Linked DNA regions of Zea mays: region 2 is linked to region 1. The links are chromatin contacts, called in public Hi-C maps. All regions are on one chromosome and are shown on one strand. Each heading gives the region's core, a stretch centred on a gene start, on an enhancer-like site or on the middle of the called end of the contact. The rest is flanking DNA. Distances are from core to core; before and after follow the strand shown. Region 1 has its middle 64 kb from the start of LOC103628242. Region 2 holds the start of LOC100274804.

What was found. A called contact is a pair of places that touch in the nucleus more often than the background predicts.
Region 2: a contact with region 1 is called in a Hi-C map of ear, with 4 times the contacts expected there. The contact joins the promoter of LOC100274804 here to the enhancer-like site in region 1. A contact is called at or near these places in 4 of 25 Hi-C or Micro-C datasets (ear, leaf, root tip and 1 more) and 1 of 3 datasets of contacts at active chromatin or transcription factors (leaf).

Annotation. Positions count from the first base shown.
Region 1 is chr5:64,697,679-64,704,942 of Zm-B73-REFERENCE-NAM-5.0, reverse strand. No RefSeq gene overlaps it. Among protein-coding and RNA genes, the nearest start is that of LOC103628242, 64 kb to the right of the region's middle. Within about 2 kb of position 4,857, at least 17 of the 20 cell types and tissues checked have an H3K27ac peak or open chromatin away from gene starts, as enhancers often do. A contact at or near this core is called in ear, leaf, root tip and 1 more, where this site is marked.
Region 2 is chr5:64,793,698-64,801,072 of Zm-B73-REFERENCE-NAM-5.0, reverse strand. It overlaps LOC100274804, which reads right to left and starts at 3,760. Exons shown (of 1, transcript NM_001374278.1): 1 at 2,665-3,760. The coding sequence starts at 3,701. The coding sequence ends at 2,802. LOC111589270 (mediator of RNA polymerase II transcription subunit 22a-like) reads right to left here and starts at 2,391. Exons shown (of 3, transcript XM_023300063.2): 1 at 1,811-2,391; 2 at 1,661-1,726; 3 at 922-1,335. The coding sequence starts at 1,966. The coding sequence ends at 1,321.

The DNA of each region.
Region 1 (7,264 bases), core at 3,608-6,107:
AGGTTGCTACTTGGTTGAGAGCACAAGATCACTATGAATATAGGACATGCAAATGCTAAGACTTTTACTTGAAAAAATAGTGTTCTTCCTTATTGTTTGAACTTTATTCTCCTACATGTTATAAATGTCAATGTGGTCCTTGGAGTTACTTCATAAGCATTTGTCAGTTTGAAGTCCATATTTATTTTCAGACAGGTTGTAAGTTGGAATGTATATTTTTTGTTAAGGTAATCCATATTTTGTGTTTAAACTGTCATAAATTTGTACAATAGACCATATATAATATGGGATCATGTGCTTCTAGGAGAACCATTTTTAGATGGCGCATGTGTGTAGCTAGATGCTCATCTTTCTCATGATTGTGCATAGTCTAATTTGGCACTTTGTAGCCTTTTCATTTGGTCAACACTAGCCTGGCTAGGGATGCTGTAGTCTTGAAACTCGAAAAGGCAAATGTATATCTAAATTAAAAATGATCTTGAAATGCTAGCCTGGCTAGGACTGCTGTAGTCAACACTAGCCTGATGAAAATGATTTTGTATTCAGTATGTATAACGATGATAATACAGAATCCAGTTTCAAAATGTATCAGTTTTTGGTGCAAAACACCAGCATATTTTCTCTTCTATGTCTACAATTCGATCTGCATCTGCTTGCGCCTACTGTTTCAAGCGAGATTTTAGGTGAGGATTTTGTTCTCATGCTCTTTTATTTGTGTTGTAGAAGAAGTTGATGAGGAATATGCTAAGAGGATGCCTGAGACAAGCCAAGTTCAAAACGAGTGTCCATATATATAGAGTACAAAGGAAAAATCCCTATATATTAAATGATTGGAACTAGCTAGGCATCTATTTATACACTATTGATTAGTTTATTTGAAATAATATCCAACACATTTGCACCCGTTTTTTGTGTGAATTTGCGTAACACTATTTTGCTGCCAATATAAGCTTCAGTGGAATTTTATTGTGCAAGAATTTATATCATCAATATAATATTAATGTTACGGTGATATTTTTCTACACAGATTCTATATATCATAGTGATGTTTATCGTTCTGTATCTATATTTTATACTAACTTTTAACTTCCGTGGCAACTTGCGGGCTATGTTTTCAAGCAAAGTTGGAGCCTGGGACTCAAATTTCATTGGCTTCAAGAGAAAATTACTGATCTCACTGGGGAAACCCCTGTTGCTGTAAACCCTGCACTTGTGGGTCATCATCTGTTTTTGTTTTGGTATTTCCGTCATTCAGGCAGCACCGGTAATCAGCTTGGTCGTGGCTGATCACTCGTGCTGTGCATGTAGGAAGTAGTGAGCATGTTTAGTTTCAGTAGTGGGCCGGCCGCACAACCCAGACGTGGGGATGGACGCGTTAGTAGGCGGGTTATGTGGCTGGCATCTTGCATTCAGGTGCTGTTTGGTTCCTTGTGAGGAGCGGTAATGTTAATGTAAATGCAAAACCCCGCTAGCTGTTCCGGTTCAACGGGTACCAGGTTTTGTTTGGTAATTGCGTGTGGTTGCTTCTGGTAGAGATGGGACAGTAAGCGGGTGCATATGCGATGGGAAGACGCCAGGATGAGAGCGGTATCATCATTCTGAAGGTCTGTATCTGATAGCGCGTGAATTGATGCCGTTCGAACCGAACCAAACGAGAAGCAAGGTGATTGGGGCCCGCTGTGAATCGTTGACGGATGAAAATACGCGAACCAAACAACACCTCAGTTGTAACTAGGTAGGTGCCCATGCGATGCCACAGAACATAAATTGCGAACCTCCAATAGACTTTATTTGAGACAAGTGATGTCCAAGAAAATGGGGGTAAACTGACACAGCTATCACTTGCATTACTTGCCCTATGCGTGGAAGAATCTGACACAACTATCACCCATGAAGATTTCCGGTTAACTTGTGGAACCGGACTTCATTTGAGACAAGACAACAATACCAGTGTTGAGCTTGCCACTCGGCCATGGCACACGCGAGAACACGGGATGATCAAGTAAGAACTGAACAGAATGCACTAATACAAAAGGATGGCTTGCGTTCGCTTCCTTGCTCCACAGGAAGCATAGCTGATATACAAATCGAGAACACTGGTATAGGTAAAACTTCTCGATTTGCCACATAGTTTATCGTGGTTTTATACGTCCCCGTTGCAATGCACGGGCACTCTCCTAGTATATATATATATATATATATATATATATATATATATATATATATATATATATATATATATATATATATATATATATATATATATATATATATATATATATATATATATATATATATATATATATATATATATATATATGATCAAACCATTTAACGATTCAGTAATCAAATTACACAATGTACAAAATTAATTATTAGTGCGTATATATATATCCAGCACGCCCCTAGAAACAACTTGGTCGACTGTTGGTGTTCTCGTGGGGTCGATCGATGGCACTGGCAGGGCGCGCACGCAGCAGGACACGAGGTGTGTTTTGTTCGCCCGTTACGCGCTATGCATGGCGACATGATCCGCGATGCATGGCCGGCCGCGGCCGCGCGCAGAGGTCGAGGCACTCAGGGTTGGCCGGGCGGCCGCCTGGCTAGCTGCCAGCTGCCTCCTGGTCCTGGCTGCTAACTACTATACGCGTCCTGATCTGCTAGAGAGGCACATGTGTCTCTCGATCGAGTCTCCATGCACCGGGCCAACGGCATATGCATGCTTGTCTTCTTCGTCTAGTGGGTGCGTGGTTTGACATGTAGTACGAGTATCGTCTCTGATCATTAGTTTGACAATGATGCATCATGCATGGGTCGACGATGGCGTGCTGGAGCTGGAGGACGACGACAGAGAGGGAGACAGGATCCGGGAGGCATGCATATCAATGGGCATAACGGGCGACAGGGTCACAGGGGCCTGCCTGCATGCGATGCGATGCGATGCGAGAGAGGGGAGGCCTGGCATATGCAGCCAGATGAGATGCTTCCCTCGTGTTCCGTGCTCCCTGCTCCTCCTGCTGCATGCATACGCTGGTCTCGCTTGTTGTTGGAGCTAGCGACACGGCCCCCTCTGCTCGATCGGATCTCCGCCGCTTGGTCCAGCCGGGACGACGACATGTACGGACGCAACGGCATGTCGTCGCGACCTGTTGAGCTTCAAGGCCAGCCCGGCAGCCCCTGTTCGCTAAGAGAAAAACAGTACAAATTAAAGTAAAGCGAACATGCTAAGTTTTTAAGTAAAGATATATTATATCTTTAGTTCCTATTAGACCTGCTAATGGATAAAAATCCAACCTACGCCCACTCATAACCAAATAATAACTTTGATATTCATCCCACACCCATCCAAAAATATAAGAAGTAAATTAAACCCAACCATCCAATAATATTATTAACCCCAAACCAACCCGTAATTAGGTGGAAACCCCGTAGTTTCAGCTTATTGTGTCACATCAAGCCAACTGCATATACATACACTGATATACAGTGACAATTTTATAGGTAGTTTCAATGATATACAAAAACATAGTCCACGATATAAAAAACAGTGACAATAATATTATACACTGATACAAAAACAAGTTTAGTCGATAAACATTTATGTCTCGAGAGAATAACAAAAAACATATGTTAAAGATCCTTAAGGAACAATTATCTTTTTGGCAAGAAAGATAAACTAGCAGCTGTGAAAAGAGTCTCTGATCAAGCTCGAAGCTAGCAACAATGGAAGGGCACATCTAGGTAGCATCAGAAGCCCACCGAACGACGCATAAATCTCCCTAGAAGTGAAAAGAAAAGAACTATGTGTGAACGGGCCTGGGGCGACAGTGTGTTCGCTTCGTATGCAAGAGCGTGCGCCAGGGGACAGGGGCGTCGGCATCTAAGTGTGAAAGTGTCTAAGCTGGATGCGACCGTCGGTGCACGGGTGAAGACTTGGAGAGTTAGGGTTGAGTTGGGTATGTTGGGACTTGAGACTAAATTGGGAGTAGACTCGAATACAGTCATACGGTCTACGGATAGGTGAAGACCCATAGAAATCCACACCTATACAAATCCATCTACACCCATGGTTATCAACCATTTCAACCCACAATACAAAATAAACGCACCTAACTCATTAACAATTAAAACCTATCATAACCCACCAAAACAAAACTATTTCTTAAACCCACCTAAAATACCTACTTACACCTATCCCGTTTGCAGGCCTAATTCCTATAAATAAAAACGTCCTGCGTCATGCAGAGGATTATGGTATTATCACAACACGACAACATCTATACAGGTAAGCAAAGCCAGCGCGCGCCCGCACACCATGCCATACCGGCTAGTAGTGGTGGAGATGTAGCTGACCGTGTTTTAGGCCCAATACATAAAATATAGGCATCAACTGAGACTCAGCTCCACGTACCGTTGCTAGCTGTTGGTGTTGAGGTTGCTTACCAATGCATAAACTATAGCTAGTAGAGTACTCCAGTCTCCAGAGAGGTGAAGAGATTCCCTGTGTCCCCCCCAGCCCCTCGTGCGGGTTGTCGTGCGTGCGTCTTCCACCTCGCACCGATCGACGCACGCCATTCCATGCATGACAACGCAGCTCTCTGCAGGGAGGCGCCATGAGTGGCACTGGTCTGGCAGAAGGCCGAGCTCTGGTTGCAATTGTCGGCTGGGCCGCGCCTCTGGACTGGACAGCTGGAGTGGATGGATGGGTCATCGACATTGCAATGCAATGCAAGCAACTTGCATCTGGATCTCAGACCTCGCAGCTCACTGGCACTGCGGATCAATAAACAAGCAGCAAGCACAGCTTCAATGTATGTGCTGTCACTCAGCGTGCAGTCTCACTCACTGAGCCCAGCCCACGACGCGATCCGTCTCGACGGTATAGCAGTAGCAGGCTTCCTACGTAGACGCTGGCCCATCCACACCTACAGAAAAAAAGAAACCTCGGACTGCTTCAATTTATGAGCCCGGCTGGGCTCTTGCGAGCCGAGGCAGGCAGAGAACCGAAGGCCGGCCGAATCTTGTCCAACAAGGAGACAAAAAAAAACCAAACTGGGCTAGGAAAGTATTAAATCCCTACTACTAACCTGGTGCTACCGGAGCTGACACATTGTACACGCCCCACGCGCCCCTTGCCTCGGCGTCGTCATCGTCGTCCATGCAGTTACCACTGTTAAGTAACCCTAGTTAGGGTTATATGAGCTAATACCGATTTTGCCCTGAGGGGTCTCATGTCTCTATATATAGAACTTGTTGTTAGAAATATGCCCTAAAGATAATCATAGAGATGAGCATATTTTTTTGTATCCATGAGATATATATTGCTTAACTGAATATCCATGAAAGACACCCTGTATTGATTAGCAATTATGTGAATTGTTTGTGAGATTCTTTACTTGTATGGTTATTCTAAATGATGTCCCTGGTCAGAGTCGATGACTAGCACATATATTAGTTGATGACTACATTTCACAAGTCATGGACATGGAGATGTCGAACTAATAATGTGGGCGCATGTATGACATGAGGCTGGACCGACCCAATGTGAGATATTGTAATATAGTTCTCTTTTTGTAACATGTATACTGTGTCCTTAGACCTGAGATTATCGCATGTTCTCAAGATGTGGATTGACCTACTTAGGGACTATCAAACTGAAAGTCGCCAGAGGGGGGGGGGGTGAATAGGCAAATCTGAAATTTATAAAGTTTAAGTACAACTATAAGCCGAGGTTAGCGTTAGAAATAAAAGCGAGTCCGAAAGAGAGGGCGAAAACAAATCACAAGCGAATAAGAGCGGATGACACGATGATTTGTTTTACCGAGGTTCGGTTCTTACAAACCTACTCCCCGTTGAGTTGGTCACAAAGACCGGGTCTCTTTCAACCCTTTCCCTCTCTCAAACGGTCACTTAGACCGAGTGAGCTTTTCTCTTCAATCAAACAGGACACTTAGTCCACTACAAGGACCACCACAACTTGGTGTCTATTACTTTGATTACAAGTGAGTTGAGAGCAAGAATGGAGGAAGAAGAAAAGCAATCCAAGCGCAAGAGCTCAAAGAACACGACAAAACTCTCTCTTCTAGTTACTAATGCTTTTGAGTGGAATTTGGACTTAGAGAGATTTTGATTGACTCTATTTGTGTCTTGTATTGAATTCACTAGCTCTTGTATTAAATGTGTTGGTTGAATACTTGGATGCCTTGAAGTGTTGGTGGTTGGGGGGTATTTATAGCCCCAACCACCAAAGTGACAGTTGAGGAAGGCTGCTGTCGAAGGGCGCACCGGACACTATCCGGTGTGCCAGCCACATCACCCAACCGTTGGGGTTCGACTGTTGGAGCTTCTGACAACTGGGCCACCGGACAGTCCGGTGGTGCACTAGACAGATCCTGTTCACTGTCCAGTGCGCCTTCTGGCGCCTGCTCTGACTTCTGCGCACGCAGTTGCCCTGTTTATTGTTCACTGTAGACTTTTGCAGACGACCGTTTGCGCAGTTAGCCGTTGCTCCGCTGTCACACCGGACAGTCCGGTGAATTATAGCGGAGTGGCTCCCAGAAAACCCGAAGGTGGCAAGTTTGGAGTTGATCTCCCTGGTGCACCGGACAGTGTCCGGTGTGCCAGACTAGGGCAGCCTTCGGTTGTCTTTTGCTTTTTTTATTTGAACCCTTTCTTGGACTTTTTATTGGTTTGTGTTGAACCTTTGGCACCTGTAGAACTTATAGTCTAGAGCAAACTAGTTAGTCCAATAATTTGTGTTAGTCAATTCAACCACCAAAATCATTTACGAAAAGGTGTGAGCCTATTTCCCTTTCAATCTCCCCCTTTTTGGTGATTGATGCCAACACAAACCAAAGCAAATATGTAAGTGCAGAATTGGAATAGTTTGCATAAGGTAAGTGCAAAGGTTGCTTGGATTTAAACCAATATACATTTCATAAGATATGCATGGATGCTTTCTTCTATTTTAACATTTTGGACCACGCTTGCACCACTTGTTTTGTTTTTGCAAATTCTTTTGGAAATTCTTTTCAAAGTCTTTTTGCAAATGGTCAAAGGTAAATGAATAGGATTTCAAGAAGCATTTTCAAGATTTGAAATTTTCTCTCCCTGTTTCAAATGTTTTTCCTTTGACTCAACAAAACTCCCCCTCAATGAAATTCTCCTCTTAGTGTTCAAGAGGGTTTTAGATATTAATTTTGAAAGGGGGTCATATCAATTTTGAAATTATATAAAAAATAAGATATCAATTGAAAAACTTTTT
Region 2 (7,375 bases), core at 2,511-5,010, 97 kb before region 1:
CCCTTTGCCGAGAGCCGCCTTTTTCGAGTGTTTGTCACTCGGTAAACGTGTCTTTGCTGAGAGTTTTTTATGCCGAGTGTCCTGCACTCGGTAAATCAGCTCGTTACCGAGAGCAGGACTTTGCCGAGTGCGGCTCTCGGCAAAGGCTGCTTTGTCGAGTGCGCAAGAAAAAGCACTCGGCAAAGATGCTGACACTCGACAAAGGCCCGGATTCCGATAGTGATTGCCATAGCGAGGCGGCGGGTGCGGGGTTGCGAGGCGAGGGGCGGAACCTCGCATGGGCAGGCGGGTGCGGGCGTGGTCCTTATGGGGGCAGGCAAGGGAATCCATCGTGAAGGCTATCGGACACCGATGGAAGGGAATGGCGGGGAGTGGGCGAGGATGGCGTGGGCGCGGTCGAGCACACTATCGATGAAAGGTCTTGAGACTGACTTCAGCGGTTCCCCCTAAATTTCTCCCCCTATATTCCACTCACGTGCCACGTCAGCGTTCTTTCTCCCCCTATATCTCCACGCTCTACAACGGTTCCCCCTATATCAAACCTCTAAACCCCACTACACCAATATTATATACTTTCATCATCAACTAACTCAACTACCATCCAATATTAGTTTTATTTTTATTTGTTCTATGTACAGTACGCGGCCGTAACTTGGTCCACAATTAATTAGCAAACTTCGTAATTAGTATTAAAACTTCACAATTAATCCCCATGCCAGGTCACACCTATAACAGTATCACATTTTGCACTTCCACTTTCACATCACCATAGAGTATCCAATTTAATATTACAGACAGACATGCATCTTAGTATATTACTTCCACTGATCAGACTTTTTTTAACTTTGAGCAGCAATATTTATACCGATATATTACTCTATAAGCTTAAATATAAGAGAGTTATACATATCATAAAGTTACTTTTCAGTTTTTATAATGCGTCTAGCCATGTGAAACTTGCGTTCTCAATCTATACAAAACTTCACATACTGAAGGTCAAAGGTAAAAGAGTTTGACTTAGGACAGACCTAGAAGGACTAATATTTCACCGATACGAGGAAGCATATCCTTTATGATTCTATAGACTGCCTATCTCAAGCAGTCAAGCTATAATAAGAGTATATCACCCAACAACTTATATGTTGTACATGATATAAACTGATGACAGTGACAAAAAGAACAATTGGCTGAATTCAACTCCTCCTTGTCCTGTAAATTAACTAGATTGGAGCCAAGTTGAGCTTGTCAGAACTTAAGACCTGGAAGAAGCTCATGCATTGCTTTTATAGTATAGTACACTTGGAACAACTGTGCAGCCTTCTAGATTCTCATGCCCTAGCAGAATCACAAAAGTAAAGCAAAATTATCATTTCCAGACAAACGAGAAAGCAATAATCTGTTGCGTTTATAAGAATTAGACCATGCAATTACTTATCTCTCCTATAACCCCAATTTTGGGCACTGCAAAGGCATAACAGTCACGATGTTCTATACCAAAACGGCTTCGAAACCACGGTACATGTTTTTTTTGGGTGTCAAATATCCTCGCTCCAAAATTTTGCTAATGTATCTAGGAAATAACTAAATAGGGATGTCTGATTCAAACACAGTTTCAGAACCAAATCCGCTAACGATCGGTGGGCAGCGAGTAGGTCCATACCATGCGGGTGGCGCGCATCTCCATCTGGAAGGCCTCCTGCGAGTTGCACACTGGCGGATCGTTGACCTAACCATGGCATTCCGAGCTAGGGTTAGTGCGGAGTGCTTCAGGCTGCCAGATTCGAGGGTGAACGGAGGCGCACGGACATACTCGGGCGATGTTGATGAGGGAGGAGAAATTGTCGACGAGGCTGGAGACGTCGGCGTCTGCCTTCTGCAGTAGCGACTTCTGCTTCTGCACCGCGGCCGCCGCGACCGTGGCCGTCGGGACCGGGGCCGAGCAGGGGCCGTCGCCTGCTTTGCTCATCGCGGGTGGACCTTGAAGCTCGAATGAAGCGGATCGACGGCTACCTTCTCCGGCGGCGGATACGTCGCCCTTGCTTCGCCTCCTTCGCCCTCCGCGGAGTTTTCCTAGCGCGCGATCGTGTGGCCGAAGGAACCGACTGCGAGGGAGAAATCCGACATAGCGTGCTCATCCATTTAGCGGGAGAGAGAAGGAATCGGGAGGGGAGAGGAGGAGGAGGAGGAAGCGGGTGAAGGGTTTAGGGGCGCACTGTAGCCCCTAAATCGGCTACAGTGGTAGGGGAGGGGGAGCCAAGGGCACACCGTTGAACACAGTCTGACGACCATGAAATATTGGGATTCGACCAGCGCGGAGGCGTGAATGGCGGCGCAGAGGTGTGGCTTCCATGGAAGGGCTGGGGCGAGGGCGTGTGAGCGAGAATGGCGGGTCGCTGAGGAGTGAATGGCGGCGCGCGTTAGTGTGAAAGGCGGATCGCGGTAGCGGGCGTCGAGAATGTCGGGGCGGAGGCATTGGTGCAAATACGGAGTAGCAGAGATATACACGGTGTGAAACAAAATCATAACTAAAAGGCCATTATTGTGCCCCAAACCAGGCACACAAGGTGTTCGATTCAGACCGACTCGATCGCTGGAATGAGATCAACCCAACAACATAAGCAAAGCACGTATAATGATTCAGCAGTAAACATACACAAGCGTAACTGTACAAAAAAGCTCACGTATTTACAGAATTACAGTTACACTCATGCATCTTCATTTTTCGACGACTGCTAATCAACAAGTAAACAGCATGCATATGCTTAACTACTAATTAGTAGATTGGAGTCTGGACTCTGGAGCTAGACGATGTGGGTGTGTATGTTGAGCAGCGCAACCCTGGTCTGCACGAGGCTCCTGAACACTTTGTCGCTGCCGGCCTCCAGGCCGTCGATGCACTCCTCCAGCTCCTCCAGCCTCTCCACGAGCGCCGCCGTCTCCTTCTCCTCCTCCGGCACCTTCTTGGTGAGGCACACGAGCGCCGCAGTCCTCTTGCAGGAGCACGCGGAGGCCGACGCGGACATGGCGGCGACGGCGCCGAACAGCGCGGCCGACGCGGCGGCCGTGGCAGCGGCGGCCTCGGCCAGCAGCCCGGCCACCTCGACCTCCGCCGCGCCGCCGAGGCCGAGGCTGAGGCCGAGGCGCGAGGGCCTGCCGCCGCCGGATGCCGCGCAGGCGGCGAGCCGGGCGAGGTCCTTGGCGGCCTTCCGCTGCGACCTGAGCGCGGACGCGAGGCGCGCGCCGTCGCGGCGGCGCGCGGCGGCCAGCGCCTCGGCCACGTCCCGCTTCAGCTCCACCACGGCCTCCTGGAAGCTGCCGTGCGCGTCGGCCAGGCGGAGGAAGGCGTCCAGGAGGCGGTCGCCGGTGGCGGAGAGCGACAGCGCGGCCCGCGCCTCGGGGAGGCCGAGCAGGTCGGCGAGCGCGCCGTGGAGCGCGTCCACGCGCGCCAGGCCCGCGGCGGCGCCGGGGGCGGAGGTGGCCGGCGGGTCTTGTGCCCAGGCGCGCACGGCGCCGATGTGCGCGTGGAGGTGCGCGAGGATCGGGTGCGAGCGGCACGGCAGGCTGACGGAGCGCGCGTGGTACGCCGCGGCGGTGGAGCCCGCCGCCGCCGCCCCCGCGCGGGGCTTGGTGCCCGACGACGACGTTGATGACCTGGACGGGCTGAGTGGGAAGGAGATGGAGCGGGCGAAGCTGGGCGCCATGACTCTGCCGATCGAGCGAGCTAGCTAGCTAGCTCGTGCGCGTTCGTCTCTCTTTCTCTGTCCCTGTGTGTGCGCGCGCGCGTTCCTGGCTTATAAAGAGGCGGAGCTGGCAGGCGCACGGTGGTGTGGTACTGTTAGTTCGTGTCGGCCGAGCGTGGAGAGGAGGTGTGCGTGGGCTGGCATGTCTAGGTCTAGCGGGCGGGGCTGGGCGGGCCATGTGTCCAGTGCAGTTGAAAACGACGGAACTCGATCTGCTGGCTCCGTCACGCGCAAGTGGCAGACTATACGCGTGATCAGGATCGTTCTCGGTTTTCGGTTCGTATATTTTCCTCCTGATTTCACTTTCGGATCGTCTGAATAAAACCAGCTGCCGTTAAATATTGCAAAGCCTCTTGTGTCTTGAGATCAACCAACGATCGGGTGTCAGTGTTAGATACAAGGCAAGTGGCTTGCGTTTTTTTCCCCTTCTCTTTATACATTTTTATTTATGGGCAGGTGATCGTCTGAAGCTCTGAATAAGAATCTCTTCTCGAGAGAAAACAGATTTCTGCGCAAGGCCGTGTAAACTGATCGATGGAGGTTTAAGTAAACAGTACAGAGACGAACAGTGCGCAAGGCTAAGCTCACATTGATTTGAGCAGCTGGGAGAGAAGGATTGGACGCGTTGTGCCAAGCAAGCTTCCTGGTATATTGCCTCTCTTAGATGCGACAGTCGTCGTCGTGATGGATTAATCGATCACCAAAAAACAATTCCAAAAAAATAAAAAAAACAATTAGCACACCTACCTCCAGCTTAGCTGCTGCATATCGCCAAACACCCTAGTTTTTCAGCTAGCTTTTATAAGAATCGCTTTGTTAAAAACCGTCTAAAATCAAAATGAACATAAAATCGGTCGAATTGTCACGATAGTAGAAATCTGTTACTTTCTATATCCTAATCCCTTTGGATCACTTCATTTTCCTTCACACGTAATCTACACAATACTTAGATTTTTTCTACAACCAAATTCTTTCCATGATCAGATTCTCAGAAAAGCTGGTTATAAAAAAGTTGAACCAAACATGTCCGTCTGCAGATATGACATACTTTTTTTTTCCAGAGCAAGAGTGCACTGCGCTTAGGGCTGGCCGGAATGCGATCCTTCTCCTCACCTCCCGGATGTTCTTTCATAACACCTCCCATTTTTTTATCGCCGTACACCGGCAAAAAAAATCAATGAAATCCACTAGTACAGAGAAGTTCTATACTGGCGGTCATAAACCTATTTTTAGTGGCGTTTATCGTAACCGCCAGTGCTAGGGGCCAGTAAAAATCATCATTTTTACAGGCGGGTAACTGAAGACCGCCAGTGAAAATCGATTTTCACTGACGGTCGACGTAATAAAACCGCCAGTGCAAATCGTTTCCAGGAAACATAAAACAAATTTTAAAAATAGTAAAAAAATTTATTTGTATTAGGACCACCCCACCCGCAAGTCGCGGCATTTTTCGCGCAAAATTCGCGCGCTACGCGGTTGTTAGTAATCGAATTACCGTAGACCTCACTCTCGCGCGAACCCTCCACTACCACTCCGTCTATGACATGCCTTGTGTCTAGTTTGTAGTTGTTTTCTCCACATATTACAACCATTTGAGTATAAATTGCTTATTTGAGACCCTAAACGAATTCAAATAAAAAATTTGTCAACTACAAAGATAAATAACTTTTGAAGTTCTACAACTTTTATTTTGACACTTTTTTCATCCGAGGTAGTTTGCAAAATTTGAATTTTAAATTTGACATACTTAGATTCAATTTTTGAGAACCGAAATGAGTTCAAATGAAAAAGTTGTCAACTACAAAGTTTCATAACTTTTAGAGATCTACAACTTTTATTTTGGTGGTTTTGTCATACGAGGTCGTTTGAAAAACTCGAAAAATTAAGGATAAAAATGATTTGTAGTGGCGGTTCCTTAAGAAAACCGCCACTAGAAATCGTATTTCTACTGGCGGTTCCTTAAGAAAACCGCCACTACAAATCATGGATTTCTACTGGCGGTTTTCTTAAGGAACCGCCAGTAGAAATACGATTTCTAGTGGCGGTTTTCTTAAGGAACCGCCACTAGAAATAGCACAGTCGGTGGATAACCGGATCCGTCTGTAAAAATATATAGGTGCCGTAGGCTTTGAGCTCTTTTCTACTAGTGATCCAGGTGCAGGCGGTGCCCTGCTTTTGTGCACAATCCAGTTCACCCCTCCTCTCCCCCACTCCTTTAATGTATGTGTTTTATATATATATATATATATAGGGTGATGGTAATTGGAGCCCTGGGCTTCCATTAGTATGGGAAGCCCCAGTCAGGTATATCTACGCGCGCTCGATCTGGTTCTGGCTCGAGCGGATTGCAGCGTAAAACGTGATCTAAAACAGCGTAAATGAGTACGAAATTTAGCGTAAATCTTATATCTGTTTTGTAACAGCAAACGGGGCCTAAAATTACGGCGTAAAAATCGCATGCAGCTGATCGTGCGCGGGTTCTGGCTCGGGCGGATTCCAGCGTAAAACGTGAGCTAAAACAGCGTAAATGAGTACGAAATTTAGCGTAATTCCTATATCTGTTTTGTAACAGCAAACGGAGCCTAAAATTACGGCGTAAAAATCGTGTGCACCCGATCGTGCGCGGGTTCTGGATCGGGTGGATTTTAGCGTAAAACGTGAACCAAAACAGCGTAAATGAGTACAAATTTTATCGTAAATCATCGATCTGTTTCGTAACGACAAATGGGTCTCGAATTACGGCATGAAAATCGCCACAGGCGCTGTCTCGGGCGGATTTCGGCATAAAACGTGAACCAAAACAGCGTAAATGAGTATGAATTTTAGCGTAAATCATCGATTGATTTCGTAACGGCAAATGGGGACAAATTACGGTGTAAAAATCGTGCGCGAGTTCTGGCTCGAGCGGATTTAAGTGTAAATCGTGAACCAAAACAGCGTAAATGAGTATAAATTTTAGCGTAAATGAATAGAAATATCAGAAACAGACAAATAGATGGAAGCAGATCCATGAACTGAAATATAGGTCATAAAATCCTATTGACATTGGCATAAATATGTATACAAAATAGCATAAAAATAGGATCGCCGTCCTGCGGAACCAACGCCTCGCATCTGGGATGCGCCACCACTTCGTGCCTAGGGGAGGATGCCGTCGTCGCTAGCGCCTAGGGAAATCCGCCGTCTCGACCGCTGGCACATCGCCGTCGTGCGCACCGCAGCGTGTCCCTAGATTCGCCGTCGCGCCACAGGAATCCGCCATCGCGAGCGTGTCCCCAGATCCGCCGTCGCGCCTCAGGGATCCGCCGTCGCGAGCGTGTCCCCAGATCCGTCGTCGCGCCACAGATGCTGGAGCGGCGGTGGCGGTGGCCATCGCAGAGACGGACGGGACAACCGCCGTTGTCACCGGGCCTAGGGTGCGCTGCCGTCGTCCGTCCGCTTCAAGAGCGCCGTCACCGCTTGCTCGCCTGCCTCGGAGCGTCGTTGTCGCTCGTTCCTGGTGGAGCACCGCCGTCGGTCACCTGCCTCGAGGTGACACCGCTGCTGGCCCCCAGGATCACCGCCGCTCGCACGCCCTAGAGAACCGCCGCCGCCGCTAAAACCTAATTCCTGGCGGCGTGGGGGTGTTTTTATAG